2 separate regions of the Mus musculus genome follow, and region 2 is linked to region 1. A link is a contact called in public promoter capture Hi-C data. All regions are on one chromosome and are shown on one strand. Each heading gives the region's core, a stretch centred on a gene start, on an enhancer-like site or on the middle of the called end of the contact. The rest is flanking DNA. Distances are from core to core; before and after follow the strand shown.

Region 1 (5,244 bases), core at 471-2,970:
TGCACGGCTTGCCTACCACCGCTTCCCACGGACCACAGCCCAGTACCTGGCTCATCAGGGGGAAAGTGTGCCTTTGGAAGAGGGTCTCCCAGGTATGAAGTCTTGGGGACCAAGGTGGATTCTATGTGTGAACTGGACCCAAGTATGGTTGGGACTTTTTGCTGGCTGAATATTTTTCTACCAGTGGTGTTTTTGGAGATGGGGCTACTGGTGTGTTTAAAACAATACAATCAAATGTACAGCAGTGGAAGGGTTGAGTGAGAATACATACAGAGCCCATGTGCCCTGGGCAGAGGAAGCGAAACATACTTGCCTTCATATCTGGATTGTGCCAATTTCTTGGCCCTTGAGCAAACGGCTTCTCTAAATTTCAGTTTTACAGTCTTAAAAAACAGGAATGCCAGCAATCACCACCTCCTTGGGTGAGATTGTGTGAATGTGTGTGGAGTGCTTAGGGCAGACTGGGCTTCTAGAGTGTTCCATAAATGACAACCATATTTAAGTTCAGAGAAGGGAGACAAGAAAGGGCAGGGTATCTTCCTGACCTAGTGAGGGACCTAGGAGCAGCAGAGGCTAACAATGAAGTCACTAAAACAAGGATATGTCAACCCTCATCCTTGAAATCCAGGGGTAGGGATTAGACGAGGGCCTGCGGATCATATCCAGGCCAGTACCCTCGATGCCTTTGGCAACAGGTGCTAGGTTGTCCTTGTTTCTAGCTCAGTTCTGTTTTGAGTACCCTTTCCACCAGGGAGGGGCTTGGTAGATCTCAGCCTTCCCAAGGCTATTTCCCTGTCTGTCAGAGGGACAGGTCCCCAGTATTGTCCAGGCAGGAATGACTGTCAGATGCTTGGGTGTTACATATGGCAGAAGGCCCTTGTGTCCTGGTCATGAGTGTGGTGAAGCCATGCAATCTCTGGGTGGGTGGGCTGCGGCTTCACCTTGGCCTTTCCAACTGTCTGCCCCATACACAATGCTAGCACTATCTCAAGACTCCTGGTCTGGTCTGTTGCTGTGCCTGATGGGGACATCAGCATCCTGGCTCTGCTATGTTCTGCTTTCTCTGTGACCATCACAGCTTAGGGTCAGCCTGTTCCAGAGTGCTGAGGCAGGACACCCTGCCCTGGGCCCTGGGCGCTTCTTCCACTCAGGAGCCAAGGTTGTTCCTTCTGCCTGTCAGGCAGCTGGCCCGCAAGGTGCTGGCTGATCTGCTGTGTTTATTCCCTGGCCAGAGACAGCTGGTTAAGAGCTGAGAACTCTCAAGACTAACGAGAAGGCAAATGTTCCGGACTGTTGACGGAATGTGCTCCCAATAAGTCAAATGGAAGCTGAAAACATCCTAAGCTGAAAATGCAGTTAACACAGCCAACAGATATCAGCCATGCCCAGAACGTTTCTGAGAGCCTACAGTTGGCAACATCATCAGCTTTCTTAGTGACAACATGCTGACTACCCTTATTCAAAACATGGAGTGTTTTGCTGGTATACACACACACACACACACACACACACACACACACACACACTTACTTTCGCACACTCCTAAAGTTTAAAAAAGCCCATTAAGTTGAACCATCATAAGCAATGTCCCATGATCCTTGTGCAGGGCACACCTGTTTGCCAAGCATTTCCCTACTGTACTTTTATGGCCCTCACTACCATCTGCTGGGTAGGTGGTGTCTCAGGTGAGCAGTCAGGATCCCAGAGGCAAAGGGCCTTTCAGAGTCACACACCAGGAAACAGCAGAGGTGTTTTACTGCTTGGGTTGGGTGTACTTTGCCTGGCTCCATGCTGGGCTAAGGATTCTATGCTGGCCAGTTCCTGCTCTGGGAGGGCAGAGCCTGGTTACTCCTCCTTTTGCTCTGTTAGGGACAGGGTGACTTCTTGTCTAATTCTTTGCCTGCCTTGGGCTCAGAAAATATGTGGGAAAAGGGAGCCGTTATTCCCTGCCAGTGCTTTCTCACTGGGAGAACACCGAGCCACTCTTTTCTAAAAACTAAAAGTAAAATAAAGCAGACACCCCTGAGGGCCAAAAAGGGCCAAATTAGGTGAAGTCCATTTTAATTAAGCTAAACACACACATATGTGCATGTGCAAGCAAACACACACACACACACACACAAGCATGTATGCACACAAGCATGCATGCACATGGACATACACACATGCACACACATGCATTGGTGTGCTAGCCTCGGGACAGGCTTGCTCTAGAGACTGGACTATAGCAGCTAACAACACAAATCAGTGTGTGTCCTCTGATACCCAAGGTGTGAAGAACTATTATTTCACACAGTGGTGAGAGTTATAGAGACAAACAAAGCAGGGAGGCTGTCAAAGTGTTCAACATTGGTCATTTGGCCACCACTCATCCTGTTTTGCAGACTTCCACCCTCCCCCACTGCCCCAGGAAGACCCTTATTGCCTGGATGATGCACCCCCCAACCTGGGCTACCTGGTTCGCATGCACGGAGGTGTTCTCTTTGTGTATGACAATCAGACGATGTTGGAACGCCAGGAGCCCCACAGCCTGCCCTACCCTGACCTGGAGACCTACATTGTGGACATGAGCCATATTCTGGCACTCATCACTGATGGCCCCACGTAAGCCAGTTTTCCCGGTTCCCCTTTTTGGTGTGTGGGAAGGAACAGCAGGCACTCCATCCTGGGTTTCCCTATGGGGATGGCACAGACTTAGAGCTGTTACTGCTGCACCCTGCTGTACATGGGCACGTGGAAACCTCTGTGTGATAGTGGCCACTGTGTACCTACATCAGCTGCCACCCTTCTCCTTAGGCAAGGAAACACTGCAGAGAGCTGCCAGCTGTCAGCTCCGGGCATGGGCAAACATGGAGGGAGGAATAAAGAAAAACTCTTATTTCAGCTACTGGGCTTATGCAGGGATCCTGGAGCCCTCTGTTTCCCCGCCTATGCTCGAGAGTGCTTGGCTGGAGCTGACAGGGAAGGTGGCTTTCTTCATGGCAGGGACTTGAGCCAACCCTTGGTTAAGGTTCAGTTACCTGAACTGTAGGAATGAGAGCCTGGGAAGGCAAGGGGCTGTCAGAGTGGCATGTACTCCTTGCTCACTCCTGCCTTTTGGGTTTTGCTGTGAAGGGTGTGGGCCTCGTCTCTGAGACAGAAGAGTAGGATGGGGGAGGGTGGGCCTCTGGCTCTTGGTCCTCACTGAGCAGAGGCCAGAACTAAGACCAGGAGGGGAAGGATAGTTTCTGGGAATCCCTCCTTACCAGGGGTGTGAGCATTGACTGTTGTCTGAGAAACTATGAAGGGACAGTCACTGGACACAGTGACTAAACCTAATGTTTGATGTGATGTCTTACTGGAGTCTCTATCTCTCACTAGCTCAGAGTCCGTTCCCACTCTGAGATCCCTGACTCACTCAGGGCTTGCCTCTATAGACAGACAATGACACTGGTATTAAAAATGTTATTATTGCCATTTACTTATATATCCATGTGTATATCTGCATGTGAGGAGGTCAGAGGCTGTGAGATCCCCTGGAGTTCCAGGCAGTTGTGATTTGGATACTTGGACTCAAACTCAGGTCTTCTGCAAAAACAGTATGTGATCTCTCTAGTTCCTAGCAGCTGCTCATTATGGCGGCCTAGGGAGATGCAGGCAGCTGCTGTTTGAGAGCACCGAGGGAGCAGGGTCAGTTCTGTGAGGCTGGGCAGCTGAGCTGGGTGTGGGAGACATCTGGTCATAGCAGTGAGTCGCATCTTAGTTCGCTGAGGAAAACTTATTCCCAAGGAGTGCTTTCCCTGGGTGAGGACCCTGGGGTGTCAGTCCCACAGAGCTGTCTGTCTCAGTGGTCCTTACCTGCTCCTCACTGTAAACATCCTCTTCCTGCCCAGGAATCTCAGAGCTGAGGATCCCTTAGGTCGTGGGAATCTAGGGACAGTTGGTCATGGGTGGAGGGTTGATGCCTCTGCATCCTAAGCTAGGCAGGTGGTAGTAGATGGTTTGACTGCATTATTCACATTCTGGGCAATGAATTTTGTAGTTAAAGAATTATGGGGGCTGAGGAGAGAGGAGGGGCTCCTCTGCTCAGCCAGACCCAGAGCCTGAAACAAGTACTTCAGTCTGGGGCGGCACCGTCTCCATGGTTATACATGGGATGGTTATCCCTGTGCTAATTGCCCAAACATAAGACAACAAAACCCTGCCTGGGCTCCCAGAGTTGGTGCTTCCCTCCCGTGTGTCTTGACCGTCTGCTCATGTGGTGTCCTCACACGTGTGTGCTGGTCAGCTCAGCCAGGTCTGAGGAAAGCTGGAAGCATCTCGGCTCTTCTTCCTCCATGCTGTCAGAACCTGACCCTTCCAGCCCCGGTCACTACCCTGTCTTGAGGTTGCTAAACTGTCATTTGATGTCTTACTGGGGTCTCTATCTCTCACCAACTTGCAGGAAAACCTATTGTCACCGGCGACTGAACTTTCTGGAATCCAAGTTTAGCCTTCATGAGATGTTAAATGAAATGTCAGAGTTCAAGGAATTGAAGAGTAACCCCCACAGAGACTTTTATAATGTGAGAAAGGTATGTGGTGGCTGGTGTCCAAGCCACTCACCTGGCCCATACTGGGCCCAGGGAATGATGCCCTGGGTCTGTCTAGGTCCAGAGTTGGGTGAGCACCAGGTCTCCTGGCTGGAGTAGCCTGTGTGATAAAACATGCCTGTGCAGCAGGAAGACTGGCAGACTGTGTCCTTGACTCGGGTTGTCTCGGATACTGTGGTACCATTCTAGATCCACGGTGGAAAGTCTGTGTTGGTGCAAGTCTTTCTCCAGCATCAGAACATAGCCTGCTAACTGGTCTTAACAGTGGCGGCTTTAGGGTAGTGGGTGTGTTAGAGACATCACAGAGGGAAAGCTGTCAGGACCTGTCTGGACTTAGGAGTTGGCAGGTTTCCATCCTTTGGAGTCAGCTCTATTAAAGCAAAGCACTGAGATGCTCCAGCCTCTGCCCCTCCTCTGCCCCTGGAGTGGCCGCGTGGCTCTGGTACCTTCTGCCTTCAGGGGCAGCAACAGGGCAGGTGTGCGTTAGAGGATCCTGGCCTGGAGGCTTTTCCACTTTCTTCCAGGGGAAGGAAGACTTGGGATCATGCTGAGCATGGCTCGGATGGAGACCAAGACTCAACTTTCTGTTCATAAGAATCCTCAGAGACAAGTGCTGTGACGGGGGTGGGGAGTGGCTTTCAGAGGGGCCAGAACTGAGGAGGAGAGGCCGTGT
Region 2 (4,860 bases), core at 2,341-4,840, 140 kb after region 1:
GGGGGAAGAATTCTATTATTTTGGAGTAAGTTATTATGAATTGGGGCTTTATAGTTTTCAGTGCTCATGACACATACACACAGCATAGCATCTGGTTGCTACAGTACTGTAGGTGGTTCCTACTTCCCACCAAGTCTCCTTTTCCACCAAGAGTGCCATCCCTCCCTCCTGTGTGTCTGTCTCTTTAAGGTGAAACTCAAATACCACTTCCTCTGGAATACCTGTACATCTTTTCTCTTCCCTAGGGAGAAGTGGGCCCCTTCTTACCTTGGCTTCCTAAGATCTTTCATGAAGGCCATTTATCAATTCTATCTACTCATTTCCCAACCTCCTTATAAAGTGTAATCAACACCGAATACAAAGCCCAAGTCTATGTGGCCCGATCCTTCAGTGGTCTAAAAAGGTGTGAAAATCCTGAGTAGAAACCATCAGGAATCCTAGCCAACAGCCTTTCACATGGGCACACTCCCTCCTGGCTGGGCACACTCCCTCCTGGCTGGGCACACTCCCTGGCTGTGCCCATACAGCCGTAGGACTCTGGTCTTTGAGCCCAGTGCTGAACATCACTCAGCTGATCACTGAGCATCATTTCTGTCTGCTCTGACTTCATCCTCCTCTTCTTTCTGACACTGAAACTAGACATCATTTCTTCTGAACCCAAACATGGAGAGGCTGATCTCCTCTATTATTTGGACTTGGGGAGAGAGAAAGGAGCCAACTCATGCTTGCTGCTCAAGCACATGTTCATATTGACCCAGCCCTTACCCACAGAAGTCAGCGAAGCAGTGGAGACCTTCAGGTGTCGGTGGGAAAGCCTCCGGTGAGGGCTGGGAGCCCTGAAAGACAGACCATGGTCATCCTGTTAGGAAATCTACTCAGAGATGGACAAATGAGATGACTGTACAGACTCTCAGGGTCACCCCAGAGCATCATCTATGGCACACACAAGGGTCCTCTGACTGTCACCTTGGGAGCATGTTAGATGGTTGAATTCCCAGGCTGTACCCCAGTCTCCCACATCAGAGCCCCTGGGAGGACTAATGGCTCAACAAGTCACTACGCCATTCTGCTGCCCACTCAAGCTATCCAAGCCCACTCTCAAGGGATGGAACCTTACTTACTACAGGAGTTACTCTCTATAAGGACCCGGACTTTAGAGCTATCTTGTGGGAGCCTTACCAAACATACATGGGGGGTCTGGTAGAGACACAGATAATCTGTTTTTGAAAGAGAAAATAAAAGCACAGTTTCACTGCCCTGCAAAACACGGAGCTCCTTTTAACGACGTATTTTAATTATATATGTGTGTGCCTGTGTGTGCAGATGCATATGGAGGCGAGAGGCATCAGGTTCTCCTGGGACTGGAGTTACAGGTGCTTGGGAGTCACCTGATTTGGGTAGTGAGAACCAGTCTCAGGTCCTCTGCAAGAGCAGTGTGTGCTCTTGACTACTGAGTCAACTCTCCAGCCCCATGAAGCTGCCTTATGTCTGACTTAACCCTTTTATTTGGCTTTTTCCACCCCCTCTCACATTGATTATGCAAGTATATTCATTTCTTATATCCTCCTTGGTATTCACTCTGCTCTTAATTAACAGATGAAGATGCTCACTCTGTCCTATGATAATTACCCTCTTACATGTGGTGTTGCCTGTCAACCCCAGGCCTTGTTGCACTTGCTAGGCAAGCACCTTCCCACTGACCTGTATCCCCAGCCCCGAGGATTATCTTTTAAACTTATTAAAAGTGATATCTAGACAACCTTATTCCAGCTAGATCAATTCACGGACCCCTGGTGAGGGGAACAGGGGCAGTGACATCCCTGTGATGGTGATGCACTGTCCCTCCCAAAGGTTCCATGAGGGACCTGCTTTGGCCACAACAGGATCCTATAGTTAAAGATCCACACCTTCCAGGCTTCTGTGGGAATTCCTGGGCTGATATTATGGAAGGTTTTCATGCTATGATGTCTTTGATTTTCTTAAAATCTAGCAGTGTGTACAGGGCCAAATCCAAGAGTAAGAACAACATTTTGGGAAAGAAGATAATGGTGAAAAAATCCTAGGTTCTCTTTCCCATTTTGAAAAACTGCTTGATAATGTGGACTTTTATTTTTGAGATAAAGTTTCTTGTATCCCAGGGTGGATTTGAACCCCTCATATAACCAAGGATGACCTTGCACTTCTGATCCTCTTGCTTCCTCATGATTTCTGGGGTTACAGGTGTGCCCCCACCATGCCCAGGTTAGGTGATACTGAGAATCAAACCCAAGACCTAACACAAACTTAGCAAGAAGTACTCTACAAACTAAGCCATATCCCCAGCCCTCTTTGACAGCATCTTCATCGATAAAGTGATTCAGAGAAAAAGAAAGAAGAAAGTGTTTCTAGAAATGCAGCTATTTGATCCCCACAAAGCATTGCTCGTCCGCCTGGGCTGCATACCTGTTGACTAGGTTTTTGTCAGTCTCTCCTTCAGGTGAACTGGCATCCCCCGTCAGGACGATTGTGGGAGGGCTGGGAAATGGTCCTGCAGAGGGAGAGTCCTGGTGGTTTCGAGCAAAACACAAATGGAGTTAGGCCTGGGCTGAGTTGGGGACATGCAGGGCCTGGAACTGCGGCATTTCCAACAGTGTGACTCCCAAGGCCATTGTCACAGGTCACCAACTCTGTATGTTGGTTTGTCTGTTTCAGCTTCATTAAGATATAACTCAGAAATGGAAATCACATATATTCAAAGTGTGATATTTGCTGTGAGTGTAGAGTGTGACATGGCTACAGATGAATTAATGAACATACTGACTAACTCAGTTTCCCTCTCCCTCTCCCTCTCCCTCTCTGTCTCTCCCCATCCCTCCCCGCCTTTCTCCCTACATGTGGGGGTATGTGCTGCCATGTGGGTGCCAGGAATCAAAGCCATGCTCTTAACTGCTGAGCCATCTCCCCAGCCCCTTGTTTCCTGCTTTTGGAACAGCCCTTTAAACCAGCACTTCTTAGAGCCCGTGGTGGAGCTTTAACAAATTCCCAGCATACATTGGTGCTGAAAAAGATTTTATTTTAATTCATTGACACTCTGACTACTTTCCAAAGCAATCAACAAGAACCAAGTGCTTGGCTCCCACTCATTTTCTTACAACTGAGTAATAAGAAATCCCAGGTTCATGTTTCTGCATAGGAACTGTGGTCCAAAGGATTCTAGCCTGGCCTGTTCCACTCATTCAGGCCTATGGACCCAAACACTTCTGCTGTGGCCTCTCAGGTGGTTCAGCCTGGCCTGCCTTACTGGAGTACAAGACATTGAGCTTTGGAATCTCTCTGACTCTCTTGTTCTTGCTCACGTGTGACTCTTGCCATGGGAAGGCTGAAATTCATTTTTCTACCCACAGTTCTATCACAGTTTTTTACCATGCCTGTGGTGGAGTTTTCACAAACTCCCAGCATGCACTGGTGCTGAAAGGGAGACTTTATTTTAATTCATTGACACTCTGACTACTTTCCAAATCAATCAACAAGAAAATTCAGCTAGAGAAACCTGAAAGCATAAAAATTCGGAGCTGATGGCTGTGAGTGCCCCTACGAGATAAAATGAGCACTTCCTCCCTCTAGTGGCCTATGGTTGGCACTAGGCTAAGCTGTTTGTCCTCACACCCTGTGGAGCTGTGACCCCTCTAGGACTGGCTTTGAGAAGTGCTGGCTTAAAGGCCTGTTCCAGAGCTTCATTCATTTCACCTCTCCAAGGACAGAAAAAGAGAATGAATCTTGAGACTGGACACCTGTACACATAAAACTAAATTTTACAGAAAGAGAGAAAAAACTGAGTTAACTTCTTTCTCCACCTCTTGTCCTCTCTCCTGGCCTTTACTTCACACATCACACACTCTGAACATCCACTTGTGTACCTTCCTGCCCAAGCCCTCCTTAGCCATCGCTTTATCTCTCCGTGTAGCCATTCATACATCTATCCACCAATGCATGCATTTATTTGTGTCTGTTCTCATCCACCCATCTCTATGGATCTACATAAATGCTTGTGTTCGTTCATGTCTCTTCCCCTGCCCACCTATTTATCCATATCCCTGTCTCTCCCTCACATTCATCCAACCCTCTCTCTAAACATCTTCTTTATCCATCAGTAAATTCATCCATAAACTCTTTCCCTGGATATCCATTGATTTATCCATTCATACATCTCTTATCCATTTATCTGCCTGTTCATCCCTTTCTGTCTCCCTATCTACTCACCAATTAACCATCCATTTATCCATTAATCTCTCCCATTCTGCCTGTCTTAGTCAGGGTTTCTATTCCTGCACAAAGATCATGGCCAAGAAGCAAGTTGGGGAGGAAAGGGTTTATTCGGCTTACACTTCCATACTGCTGTTCATCACCAAAGGAAGTCAGGACTGGAACTCAAGCAGGCCAGGGAGCAGGAGCTGATGCAGAGGCCATGGAGGGATGTTCTTTACTGGCTTGCCTCCCCTGGCTTGCTCAGCCTGCTCTCTTATGGAACCCAAGACTACCAGCCCAGAGATGGTCCCACCCACAAAGGGCCTTTCCCCCTTGATCACTAATTGAGAAAATGCCTTAGAGTTGGATCTCATGGAGGCATTTTCCTCAACTGAAGCTCCTTTCTCTGTGATAACCCCAGCTGTGTCAAGTTGACACAAAACTAGCCAGTACAATTGACCCCTTGTCAACTTGACACACAAGCACATCACTAGTAAGCCTCAACCCTTAATTTCTTATTCATCCCCAAGATCTAAACAACTTTAAAAGTCCCACAGTCTTTACATATTAAAAGTCAATCCCTTTAAAATGTCCAATATCTTCTAAAATCCAAAGTCTTTTTACAATTAAAAATCT

Evidence for each region. Capture Hi-C pulls out chosen DNA fragments and counts their contacts.
Region 2: a promoter capture Hi-C map of adipose tissue shows a contact between it and region 1. The contact joins two enhancer-like sites. A contact is called at or near these places in 1 of 39 promoter capture datasets (hematopoietic stem and progenitor cells), 6 of 484 Hi-C or Micro-C datasets (bone marrow-derived macrophages, cortical glia, embryonic stem cells and 3 more), 7 of 115 datasets of contacts at active chromatin or transcription factors (the 230-238 cell line, the HPC-7 cell line, Th17 cells and 3 more) and 4 of 9 other capture datasets (adipose tissue, embryonic stem cells, liver and 1 more).

What each region holds. Positions count from the first base shown.
Region 1 is chr7:110,791,256-110,796,499 of GRCm38.p6, forward strand. Ampd3 (adenosine monophosphate deaminase 3) reads left to right here. Exons shown (of 15, transcript NM_001276301.1): 4 at 1-92; 5 at 2,385-2,604; 6 at 4,424-4,553. Among named protein-coding and RNA genes, the nearest start is that of Gm39069, 13 kb to the left of the region's middle. Within about 2 kb of position 1,721, at least 20 of the 459 cell types and tissues checked have an H3K27ac peak or open chromatin away from gene starts, as enhancers often do. A contact at or near this core is called in adipose tissue, where this site is marked.
Region 2 is chr7:110,927,036-110,931,895 of GRCm38.p6, forward strand. Mrvi1 (MRV integration site 1) reads right to left here. Exons shown (of 21, transcript NM_194464.3): 3 at 2,443-2,543; 4 at 766-836. Among named protein-coding and RNA genes, the nearest start is that of Gm16336, 24 kb to the left of the region's middle. Within about 2 kb of position 3,591, at least 17 of the 459 cell types and tissues checked have an H3K27ac peak or open chromatin away from gene starts, as enhancers often do. A contact at or near this core is called in adipose tissue, where this site is marked.